2 separate regions of the Gossypium hirsutum genome follow, and region 2 is linked to region 1. The links are chromatin contacts, called in public Hi-C maps. All regions are on one chromosome and are shown on one strand. The core of a region is the stretch at or near the end of the contact, and the rest is flanking DNA. Distances in the headings are between cores, read along the strand shown.

Region 1 (5,656 bases), core at 2,173-4,672:
AATTTATTATTAAATTAATTACAAGAGAATAATTACTAATCTAATCGATTTACAAGTTAGTAGGGTGAATCCAAATTGAAAGATTAATTAAACAAATTAAATTAATTACCCTAAAGTAACCTAATAGAATTTCCTATTCCTAGTGTCAACGGTGTGAGCTTTAGCCTATGTTCGATTAACAGGTAGAAGATTAACTTGCTTCAATGATTGTAATAAATAGGAGAACTCGAGTTTTAATGATAAATTAATTATTAACTAGACAATGTTACCTCTCGATCACTACCGCCTAACTAATCGAACAATACAGGCTTACTTCTCGGTCTCACTTTCCTGACTTGGATAAATCCACTATTTACTCGGTAACCTAGTCTCTCAATCCGTTTACCTATATTACTTCCTGGAGTTGTCAATCGTAAGGTTTAAGCACACATGAAATTACACAAACTAATTCGTATGAGAAATCATTGTGAATCCACTAACTATGCACACATCCACTCATTAAATTACTTAATCAATTAAACACTTCCATAACCAAAACATGCTAGATATAAATAAAGCATATGATTTTATCCCAATATTCATACAAACATTAGTTGATCAGGCTCACGGAATATAAATAACGAAATAAAAGAGTAAAGAAAAGAGAATGCTTATTGATAAATAATTGAAGCATGGTTCCGGAACAATCTCCACTCGCAATCATGTTCACATCAGAATAGAAAAGTTTGAATTAAGCAAAAATAAAAATAAAAATAAAAATAAAAATAAAAATAAATAAAAAAGAAGTAAAATAAAACTGTCCAAGTCTAGCTCTAATGTCAAACCCCTCTCAAGAGGCTATAAGGTGAATTATATAGGCTAAATATTGTTTGGTGCCCGCACGATACTAGATACACTTTGATTGTAATTAATATAATATATTATTAAATGCTTATGGTCCAATTAAGGAAATAATCCAAAATTGTTGTCCAAGGAAAACAACTGCATCTTTCCATAAAATCGTCACAGTGTCACAACACTGCATAATTAATCCCTTGGATGCTTCGATGTTTGGTGTTGCGACGCTGCATGCTGGTGTCACAACATTGGTGTCGTCCTTTGCATTCTTGGGCCTGAATTTGCACCCTACACACTCAAATAGCCTATTAGTCATGCCTTATGCCTGAGTTGGCTTCATAGTTTATTAAAACACTAGAAAAGTGCGTAAAAAATGCTTATTTTATCGAAATTAAACTTAAACTACTAAAAACGAAAAATGAAATAAAAACGTATAAAAGAACTAAAAAACAAACTCATTAAGTGCCGAAAATACTCTAATTTACCACAATGAGTTGTGGCAAATCAAGAGCAAATTCTAAAATCTTAAGAGCCCTAATGAAGTTAGGGCAAGTGCAATGAATTTTATTTAAACTCTTTCTTTGGCCAAACTTGCATTGCAAGAAAGCTAGAAAACTCTAAAATAATAATTAAAGAATTTAAAACGAACTAAAAGAAGTAATAAAATAATAAATAAAAGACTTACTTGCAATGTGAGAAGTAAACAAATGCAATGCCTTTTTACTAAGGCGAAATATTGGTTTGTTTAAGGATTCCAAGGGCTATTCGGCTAAGACTCCGAATTACCTCATGTAATCAACGAATTAAACTTCTAGAGGAAGAAACTCTTTTACAATGCTTAAAGCAAGAGTTCTTTCCAATTTAAATTATTTATTAATAAATTTCCTATTCTCGATCCTTGGTTTCGACAAAAGTTTTTCAAGTTTTGTCTTCATCACTCTTCGAATCACCTTATTGAGAACTTAATGAGCTTCTTGAAACAAATCCTTGTATGGAAGATTTAAGATTAATTTTCACTTAATTGGAACCTGATTTCTAATGGGACCTTGAGGAAAAATTAGCTTTTTAAGGGTGATATCAGTTCAGTTTGGTCGAATTTTTTAGAGTTTTTGAACTATTCATCATAATTCGGTTTGGTTCATTTTGGTTTCGATTTTTTCATATTAATTTTTAGCTTTAGATCTTTAGATTTATTTCGAAAAAATGAGCTTTGTTTTATTATTTTTGCATACTATATGATAAAATTTTAAAGTTTTTTTATAAATATTTCTAAAAGTAATAATCTTTTAAGAACTTTTAAGTTATTTTTATTATTTTAAATATAAAACATTCATTTTTATATTATAAAAAAATAAATTAATTATATATTGAATAAAAAAAATATATTTGAGTTCAGTTTCGAATAACTATTTTAAACTTGCATTTCATAAACGTTCAAATACCTTAGTTCGTTTTGGTTTTCGATTTTTCTTACTCAATTCTTAATTCTTTTTATTCGACTTGACTAGATGAAACACTTTGAGCATGCGTCAACCCTCTTTTATATTTTGTGCCCTCACCCGTCTCCACAAATTTATCCAACTTTTAAACCTAGCCATAAGTACGTTTATCTTGTTACCCAGTATCCAAAACTCATTCAATTTGTTACAAGCTTTACGAGCATCGGGTAAAGATGAATACCTAATAAATTAAAAACGTCTACCACATCTACTTCTCTTCAATGGAATAATTAATAGCATCCATAACCTTGCCATGATCTTGAAAAGCAACCAACAATTCCTTCCAAATGCATTTTCTCCAAGAGATTATACAAAAATAGTGTAAAACAACTTATGCTCCTCAATCTATTTTTAGCATTTCCTGGATTAGATCCTGTTCTACAATATGCCATTTGTCAATTACATCTCCATGTGGTGGCTAAAAAAAACTATATGTCTATATAGTATGTGATACAGAGAAAGATATTATTTTGTTGTTAGATACAAAGCAGGCCTTCTTGCTGGGGTTAATCAAAGATTTGGTTTTGATTATTCAGAACCATTCGATCCATTGCTACCATAAGGTTTGTACTTTATTAACACTGCTTATTTTTAATATTCATATCAAAATTATCCATATCATAAATATACATATGTTTACAATTTAATTTAATATATTTTAACTATTCTCCATGTCATATCCAAATTAATAGCTAAAATAATAAAAAATTACACTTTAAAAGAACTTAACAGATCGTTTTAAAGTTTAGGGATTAATACAAAGTTTTGGCAATAGTTTGGTGAGCTTTGATAGAAATAACCAAGAAAAACAAATGCAATTTAAAGAATATTTTTATTATTGAAAATGACCCTTCCTTCTATCCATTTAATTTGATTTATGTTGGATATTGTTCTAACTTCATTTTCTTACAAAACGTTAATATGTCCGTACAACAAAACTTGGATCTTGTCTTTGTATTTTATGTTATCTTTGTAGATTCTTTAATATTTTTTTCTCTCTCTTTGTCTATATATACACACGCAATTAACAGCACTTATCAACTAACGTTATAGATTTATTACAATTTTGTTTCCATTATCACATTGGCATGTGAATGTACTTCCCCGGAGCGAAACCCACGTGAGTTTCGCTATACCAAGTCAGAAGAATCCTATATTACTCTTCTGTAAAAGGATAATCTTTTTTATATATAAAGCTAAAATTATACAATAAAATATACAAGAATTCCAAAATAAAAGGAATAACTTCTATTTTATTCCAAAGGTAAGTAATATGAATTTTTCAATTTGACTAGAAATATTTATTGAATATTAAATACAATTAATGTACACTTTCATCTTTAAGATGCCATCTAATACATTTAAATTTTGAATTTAATTTTTTTTAATTTTTATTTTATCGACATTTTTTTGTATTAAGGTTAAATCATAAATTGACATATAAATTTTTTTTTCAAGTTGGTTTAAACCGTTAATTTTTTAAAAAGCTTAATCCCATAAATTAGCACCTAAGCTCTATATTTTTTGCCCTTATTGGTAGCTAAATATTTTTTTCCCACAAGTAGTAACTAAACTATTCTTTTGTTATCCATTTTACACAAAATATTATATCTGTTAAAAAATTCCAACCAAAAATAAATTTTCACATCATATAAACTTTAAAAATATTTTTTAATTCTTTTATTTTTTCTTTTATATTATTTAGTTTTTCTTTTCTATTTTTCCTCTTTTTTTCTTCTTCTTTTGCAATACTAGCAACGCTTGAAATTCACCCTCATGGGGTTGAGGTGCTGGCGAATAATTCTATTTTTGAACCTCATCACTTCCTTGCTCGACTTGACAAGATCGAAAATGTTATTTCATTGATCGGAACGGCTTGTCGGACTAGTAAGATCGGGAACCGGTTGAGATATTAGTCAAGAGATAGGGGTTGAACTAATTGAGCCACAAACCAATACAAGCCTGTTGAATGAAGCTAAGAAAAACAATTGGTCTGATTTTCTATTTTTTACTTATTTTTTATTTTCTAAATTTTTAATAATTTATTTGATTGAATCGGAAGAATGGATCAAATCAAGAATTCGTGACCTGTTTGGTTAGGCCATTTGTCTTGTTCTAAAGAGAAAAAAGAAACATTATATATAAAAGAGAAAATAATGCTTTTTGTCTTTTTTGCCACATTTTTTATAGAAAAACAAATAGACTTAAAGATTTGGTTAACAAAGATACCAAATTGAGAAAAAAAAAACAATAGTTTAGATACTACTTGTAACAAAAAAAAAGTTTAAATACCAAAAATGAGAAAATGCATGGTTTAGTTACAAATTTATGGGTTAAGCATTTTCTTAAATACACTTAACAGTTTGACCAACGAAAGTGAAAAAAATATATAATTTAGATACTAATTCAGGAATTAATTTCTCTTTTACTTGGTGTCTTTTTGTCGTAGCTGTGTAATCTTATGGGAATTTACATTTGGTAGATTTCAAGCTAATATATATGGGGAATATGTCACGGGAAACATTTCTGAATCGAATAGTACTATAAAAAGTATAATAATTATTTGATATTTTCCCACATAATATATATTTTCTGAATCGAATCAGGTGTTTATAAGATAAGGTTATTGATCATCGAAATGACGTCTTCGGTAAGCTCTATGCATGCCAACATATATACTACTCTGGACTTAACACGTGTTTATCGTATCACAAGCTTGACTTCACATCTTCTGCCTGCGAACCCCCAGTAATATGCATTCGAACCTAGCTCACGAGCTCATCATGTGAGCTCTCCCCACGAGCCCTTAATGCTTCTATCTTGTGAGGCCCATGTTCCTCTATATCTATTCGGATTGTGGGTTGATAATTCAGAGTTATGTTCGAGTTTTGAATCGGTAACAGGAAATGCCATAACAAAGATAATATTCTCCTTTAATACAATGAAAATAAGAAATAAAACTGTTAATTATTTGAATGACACGAAAACGCGTAAAGATTACAAAGATTACAGCCAAAAATTACGTATGAATCATTAAGCTGTAATAGGGTATTCAAAATGTCATTAACATTATTGGTTAATACTTCTTCCATGCTACTCCTGCATTTTATGAATCATGTGAACAACATATATATTAATCAAATCCAAAAGAGAATTTTCTAAATCTCCAACTTTTTTGCAACTAACACTCTCCATTGACTAGTTGAACTAGGTTAAAATATCAAGGGATATTCACCTTTCTCAACGTAGCCATTAATTATTCAAAATTTTCATTAACATCAAGGTAATTTCATATTCTCTCTAAAGATAGTATTTTAATG
Region 2 (6,294 bases), core at 494-2,993, 97 kb after region 1:
CCCTACTAACCGCTTGACCCTAGCATTGATTGAAAAATCACACATATTATCATAATATTATAATTTAAAATAAAAATAAAATTATGATAATAGTTTTATAATTAATTATATAAGTTAATTGGATTAAACTCCGATTTTAGGGAATGCCAACGCATATAATACATATCCAAATAAACTTATGTATCAGTTAATAGCTGCCATGGAAATAACATATGTGTCAAATTATTATTTTTTCTTCCACAAACTTATCCTTAATTACTTGTGAAATGATGATAATAGATTCAATTTCCAAGAAAACAAAAATTATTGAGTGCATGAATGAATTGCCAAAGTTTCTGATTTGATGAAGATGATGAGTAAGGAAAAAAATTATAGTGATTATAAGGGCAAAGAATGGCACGTGTGGAGAGAGAGAGAGAGAGAAGACAAAGAGTGTGACGGCTAGCTGGTGATGAGAGGGGGGCAAGAGTCTTAAACAAAGGCCCCGTGAGGAGTGTTTGGAGGCATTCCAATATATCACAAAACTAAAACATCCACTCCTTTTGTTTCACTTCTTTCGATGGCCATTTTTTTTCACTTCCACTCCTTCACGAGACCTCACCTCATGATTCCCCCCATTCCCCCTTCCTCCTTTCTCATCAAATGCCATTTCCCCAAATACCCCCCTTATATCTAAGTGTAATTTGCACATCTCTCATATCTAAGTGTGATTTGTATACCTTGTTATAAACTATTTGGCTTATAAGTTAAAGGTAAATGATTGCTTTACTTGATATTAGGTTGTAAGTTTAAATCTGAATAATCCTTTCTCTTTACCCTATTGGTAAAACAAAAAAGTTTTTGAGTACAAGTTTAATTTTTACAATTTAATTTTTAGATCTTGATCCCTAAATCTAAGAATATCAAATTATCAAACTATTTAGCTATATGGAACTATTTAAAAATATATTGTGAAACTACCACAATTAATTAAGTCTATGTTTTTCATCCAAACTAATTAATTATCTAGGAACTTGAAGATAACTTTCCTAGAAGGCAAGTGATATACATGCACAATCAAGACTATGGGACTAGTATGATTCTTTGCTATGAAAATAAAATAAAAACAACATATAAAATTTTGTATATAGTGAATTACTAATTACATACACATGATTATTAGTTAAAAATTATATATTTGATCATGCTTGAAATCGATCCCTAAATAAAGCTTAAATCATTATAAATATATTTTTGATATAATTTTATGTTAGTTGAAAAGCTTTCAAAATAATACATAGTGTGTAATGCATATTGCTATAAAGCTTTTAAGTTACATAGTGTGTAATGCATATTGCTATAAAGCTTTTAAGTTTCTTTTTTTGGTCGGCCAAATTAAAAAACCAAAAGTTATATGGAGTTTTGATGCTTTCCTTAGGTGTTTTTGTGCATCATTGGCTTTTAAGTTTCTACTAAATGTAAACATCTCATACATCCAAAACACCTATATAATCTTTGCAAGGTTGCCTAAGGTAGGATTTAACTTTAAAAATTCTTTGGGACCATATTCTTGAATTGTCCATTTTCTTTGAAATAAACGTAAACGAACGTATAAAACTCAAAATATATAAAACAAATTTAAAAAAAAATTATGATATCCATACAAACACTCATTACGAATCCGGATAACGCAGGTTTGGATAGCATAATTATCACATAAAATGCAATAATATATATTAACAAAATTAGAAAGGGCAATGTGGTAAAATGAGATGGAATCTATATTATATTATGGTGGTAAGAAACTGAGGCATTCATGCGGGAAGCAAATAGTAGGATCCTACAGATTTGAGAGCTCATCCCTTCTTAAAATAAAAAAGCCTCTCAGAGCATTGCAGAGAGTTGAAAAGCAAAGAGAAAAAAAAAATAAAAAAGAGAGGAGAAGAGGAAGAGGGGATAATAGATAATAGAGCAAAAAAGTTCAAAGATATAAGAGAGAAATTATATAAAAATTATACACAAAAAAGAGAAAAGAAAATGGTTTCTAGGGAGCACAAGAGAGCAGCACTGCATGAGAAGCTTCAACTTCTTCGTTCCATTACAAACTCTCATGCTGTAATTTCTCTATATCTATTTTTCCATAACCCTTCTAAGCCCCCCTTAATTTGCTTTCATTGCTATTCAGCAGTCTTCTTTTGTGTGCCACTGTTTCTTATTGGTTTTCAATTATTCTTCTTGGAGCTATAAGGGATACTCCTCCTATATCCTATCTTTCATTGAATATTCATAATCTAGCTTGTGTTTAAATTTCTGAAATTAATGAAAAGAGAAAAGGGAAAGAAAGCAAGAGGAAGAAAACTTTATGTTACCCCCCCCCCCAATTTAATTGTAAAATTACATGGCATGGCAGGTGAATAAAACAACAATCATTGTGGACGCATCAAAGTACATTGAAGAGCTAAAACAGAAAGTAGAAAGATTGAATCAAGATATATCAGCTGCACAAACTTCAAATGATCAAAATGCATTGCCTATGGTAATTAATTTTCTCATATTTGTTCTTCCTTTTATTTTTGGTTTCAACTTCAACTTAAACTGTATTATATTTTTTTTTTTCAACATAGCAGGTTGCAGTAGAAACACTAGAGAAGGGTTTTCTTATCAATGTATTTTCAGAAAAGAGCTGCCCTGGTCTGCTTGTTTCTTTATTGGAAGCCTTTGAAGAACTGGGTCTTAATATTCTTGAAGCTAGGGTTTCTTGCACTGATAGCTTTCGATTACAAGCAGTTGGTGGAGAAGTAAGCATCTGAATTTATCTTCATACATAAATTATATGTGTATATTTAGGTTAAAGAATCGTCACAACGATCTGATATAAATTATATATATATGTTCTTTCTTATCCTTCAGACTAGATTTGAAACCATGATTCATTGTTCTCGAGTTATCTGATTATGATTTTGTTAATGTAGAACTATGGATTGCATTATAATATATATTTTGCTTTCAATTTTTTTTTGGCAGAATGAAGAACAAAGTGAATCTATTGATGCACAAGTGGTGAAACAAGCAGTGTTGCAAGCTATTAAGAATTGGAGTGAGGGTACTGATCAACAGGAGTAAATGGATTTTTTGTTGTTATCTATTAACTTTCTTTTTCATGCTTTTGTTTTTTTCATATGTACCTTATTGGCAATGTCGTTTAATCAAAAATTAATCTCAAATATTGAGTGAAGTTTACCAAAATGTAATACGAGATCTACCTTTTAAGGATAACCGCATGCATGAATCAATTGGACTAAATCCAGATTCTATTAGTTTATTGTGTGCTAATTCCAGTCTAGTATCTCTTTCTGTAATTGATCCAAAAAGAAAAAAGAAAAGCCCTTAGTAAAAAGGATAAAGTAATTAAGTCTAAAGCTTCTTCTTGTGAAGATTAAAAAGAAAGTTGCTTGTAAAGTTTCACCACTTACAATCAATAGTGCTTGTTAAAGAAGAAAATAAACATCAAGGTTATATAAGAAAACGATGCATCTAAATTAGGGGTAGGACCATATATATATTCATATAAGATTTTCAATAAAGACGATGACAAAGTGATTATTATAACTTATTATGAAATGTTCAGAAGATTTTTTTTTCCTCATTGGTGCAGTAGATGTAGTTGCCATGCATGGATATTGCAACATGCAAAAGGATTTAGTTTATTGGCCTTCACAATAACTTTTTCAAGTTTCACAGCTGCTTTTATACATACTGATGGTCTTTTCGGGCTACATATACATAATAAATTTAGTTTCCTACTTGGTTGGGACCATGCCTAATTAAACAGCTAATAGTTATAGCTTTTTGGAACCAAAACTCATAAGAAAATTCAACAAGTAAACTGATCTATAAATTTTCTTTGATAATTTTGTTCATAACAAATCATACTTCCAAAGATATATAATGACGCAACAATCATATGGGTAACTAGACTTCAACAGCCCTACACAAAAAGAAATTAAATTAAATGATTATGACAAAATTTTTGTTGTACTGAGTGTGAAATATAATGAATCATTTACCTTTTAAATTTGCACTTAATTATCAATTTGGTACTGAAAGAATTTTTTGTATCAATTTAGTACTTGAAAATTCTAACCGTGTATCGCGTTGTTCTAACCATTAACAACATTAAAAGAAGCTAATGTGGCACGCTCCCAGCGACCCACGTCACACGACATATTTTTGTGTGAAGTAAATTTAAAAAATCAAAATAAATTGGGAAAACTTTAAAAAATAGAAGAAAATTAGAAAAATATCAAAAATTTTAAAATAAGAAAAATATAGAATATTTAGGAATATTTTAAAAATATGTAAATTACAAAAAACATAAAAATCCGTAAAATTAGAAAAATCTAAAAAATTAAAAAATATATAGAAAATCTCCAGAAATTTAAAAATATATATAATTTACTTTATATATATTCTTTCCATTTTTAATACATATAATACAAAAAAAAGAGAAAATAAAAAAACATAAAGAATTTGCTACAGGGGAGATTTTTTAGGCAATTTTTGAGGAGTGCCCAAACTAGTGCCAATTTGTAGTAGCACTATATGTTCAGAAAACTTGTCATCTTTGTGTTGACAAATTTTGGCAACAAAATTCATTGGGTTGTGATTCCTGCTATCACTGTGGACGATTTTCCGCCCATCCTTGATACCTAAACTACACATAGTAACATGTTTTGGAGATTGACTTGAATTTTTATCAAAGCAATCAACTTCCCATGTTTAATGGATTAGATCAAGTCGAATCAGGCTAAAATGGAATTATACCTTGAAAATTCAAGACTTATCTTGAGCTATTTGAATATATTCTTTATGCATATTATTCTTATAATGTCCTAAAAATTTCAATATGACACGTGGCATAATTTCGGCTTCGAAAATTGAGAAAATTGTGAAAAAAATTTATGGAATGATTCAAAAAAGAAGATTTATGAAATGAATTTGATATTGGAGAATGAATTAAATGGAAAAGGTTGTTAAGGTGAAATATGACAAAAAGAACCAAATCGTAAATTTTGAAAAGTATGAGGACTAAGGTGCGAATTCATCCAAAAGAGGAAAATATGAATCATTATGGATTATTGGACATGAAATAAATTGGAACATGATTTGATGATATGAAAATCACTTTTGGGACTGAATTGGAAAAAAGTGGAAAATATAGGGACTAAATTATAATTTCTCATTTTCACCCATAAAGCGAAAAATTTTAATTCTCACAAATCAAGGACTTATATTAAGACTTAAATATTAATGATGAATTTGGTTTGGATTAAGTATCAAATTTTGGGAAGAAATAATGAAAAAGAGCAAAAGGGGTAAAATGATAAATTTGTCATAAAGGTAATTTAGTCAATTCTCGAGGCTTTTATGATGAAAATAATATTTAAATATGGTATTTAATATTGAAATTAATTTGGATCACCCACAGCTCATATTAAAGAATTGGACCACAATTTAAAAAAATTAGGCTTGGGCCTTGGGCCCATTTGTAAGCCTTTTTATATGGAAGAAAAATCCCCATCAACCTCATTCTTCCTCCCCAAAATAATAGTAGTAGCCATGGAGGTCACCTCTATAATGACCTGATTTCTAGTGGTGTTGGAAAATACTATTTCGGAACCCCATTTCCATAAATCAAGTCTATAAATATAAAATAGGAATATTTATGGAGTTAATATAAAACTGTATTGAAGTTTGGTCGAGTAATTTACCCGAAAAAGTAACTGATTAAAGCTCAAGGACTAAATTATAAAAGTTCAATCGCTATTGAGTTTTAATTAAGAAAAGGCTTGGGGACCTAGATAGCAATTATTGAATGGATTAAAATGATAAATAAACCAATAATAAGTAATAGATAGTGGATGATGATGTTGGAAACTACTAAGTTTGATTAATAGAAGATTAAGGTATGATAAAATTTAATTAAGTAATATGATAATTGATCATATTCGTTATCATCCACCATTATTTAGAAGCAAAAGAAGCTTCAAACTCCATTGAACATTTGGCCATCAATTGTTTAGGGTAACTAAGCCCTTTTCTTGTAATCTTTAAAGATTTATGATCACGGGAGCTTGTAAACTCCATGAATCGAATGAAATTTGATATAATTTATTTGGTAAGTTAACGTACATAGCTAAAGACGATGTCGAGAGAGAAAGGAAAAGTGAGAGTCATCGATGAAAGATGTAAGGATTTGGTTTGTACTTGTATGATTTGAGATCAATATATATATTTGTTTGTATATTCATCTTA

Evidence for each region. Hi-C and Micro-C count contacts between places; a contact is called where the count stands out from the background.
Region 2: a contact with region 1 is called in a Hi-C map of leaf, with 2.1 times the contacts expected there. The contact joins the promoter of LOC107892208 here to the enhancer-like site in region 1. A contact is called at or near these places in 5 of 34 Hi-C or Micro-C datasets (callus and leaf).

Annotation. Positions count from the first base shown.
Region 1 is chrD09:10,897,124-10,902,779 of Gossypium_hirsutum_v2.1, forward strand. No RefSeq gene overlaps it. Among protein-coding and RNA genes, the nearest start is that of LOC121221442, 20 kb to the left of the region's middle. Within about 2 kb of position 3,423, at least 4 of the 9 cell types and tissues checked have an H3K27ac peak or open chromatin away from gene starts, as enhancers often do. A contact at or near this core is called in leaf, where this site is marked.
Region 2 is chrD09:10,996,104-11,002,397 of Gossypium_hirsutum_v2.1, forward strand. LOC107892208 (transcription factor SCREAM2) reads left to right here and starts at 1,744. Exons shown (of 4, transcript XM_016817224.2): 1 at 1,744-2,094; 2 at 2,390-2,515; 3 at 2,604-2,777; 4 at 3,004-3,296. The coding sequence starts at 2,017. The coding sequence ends at 3,102.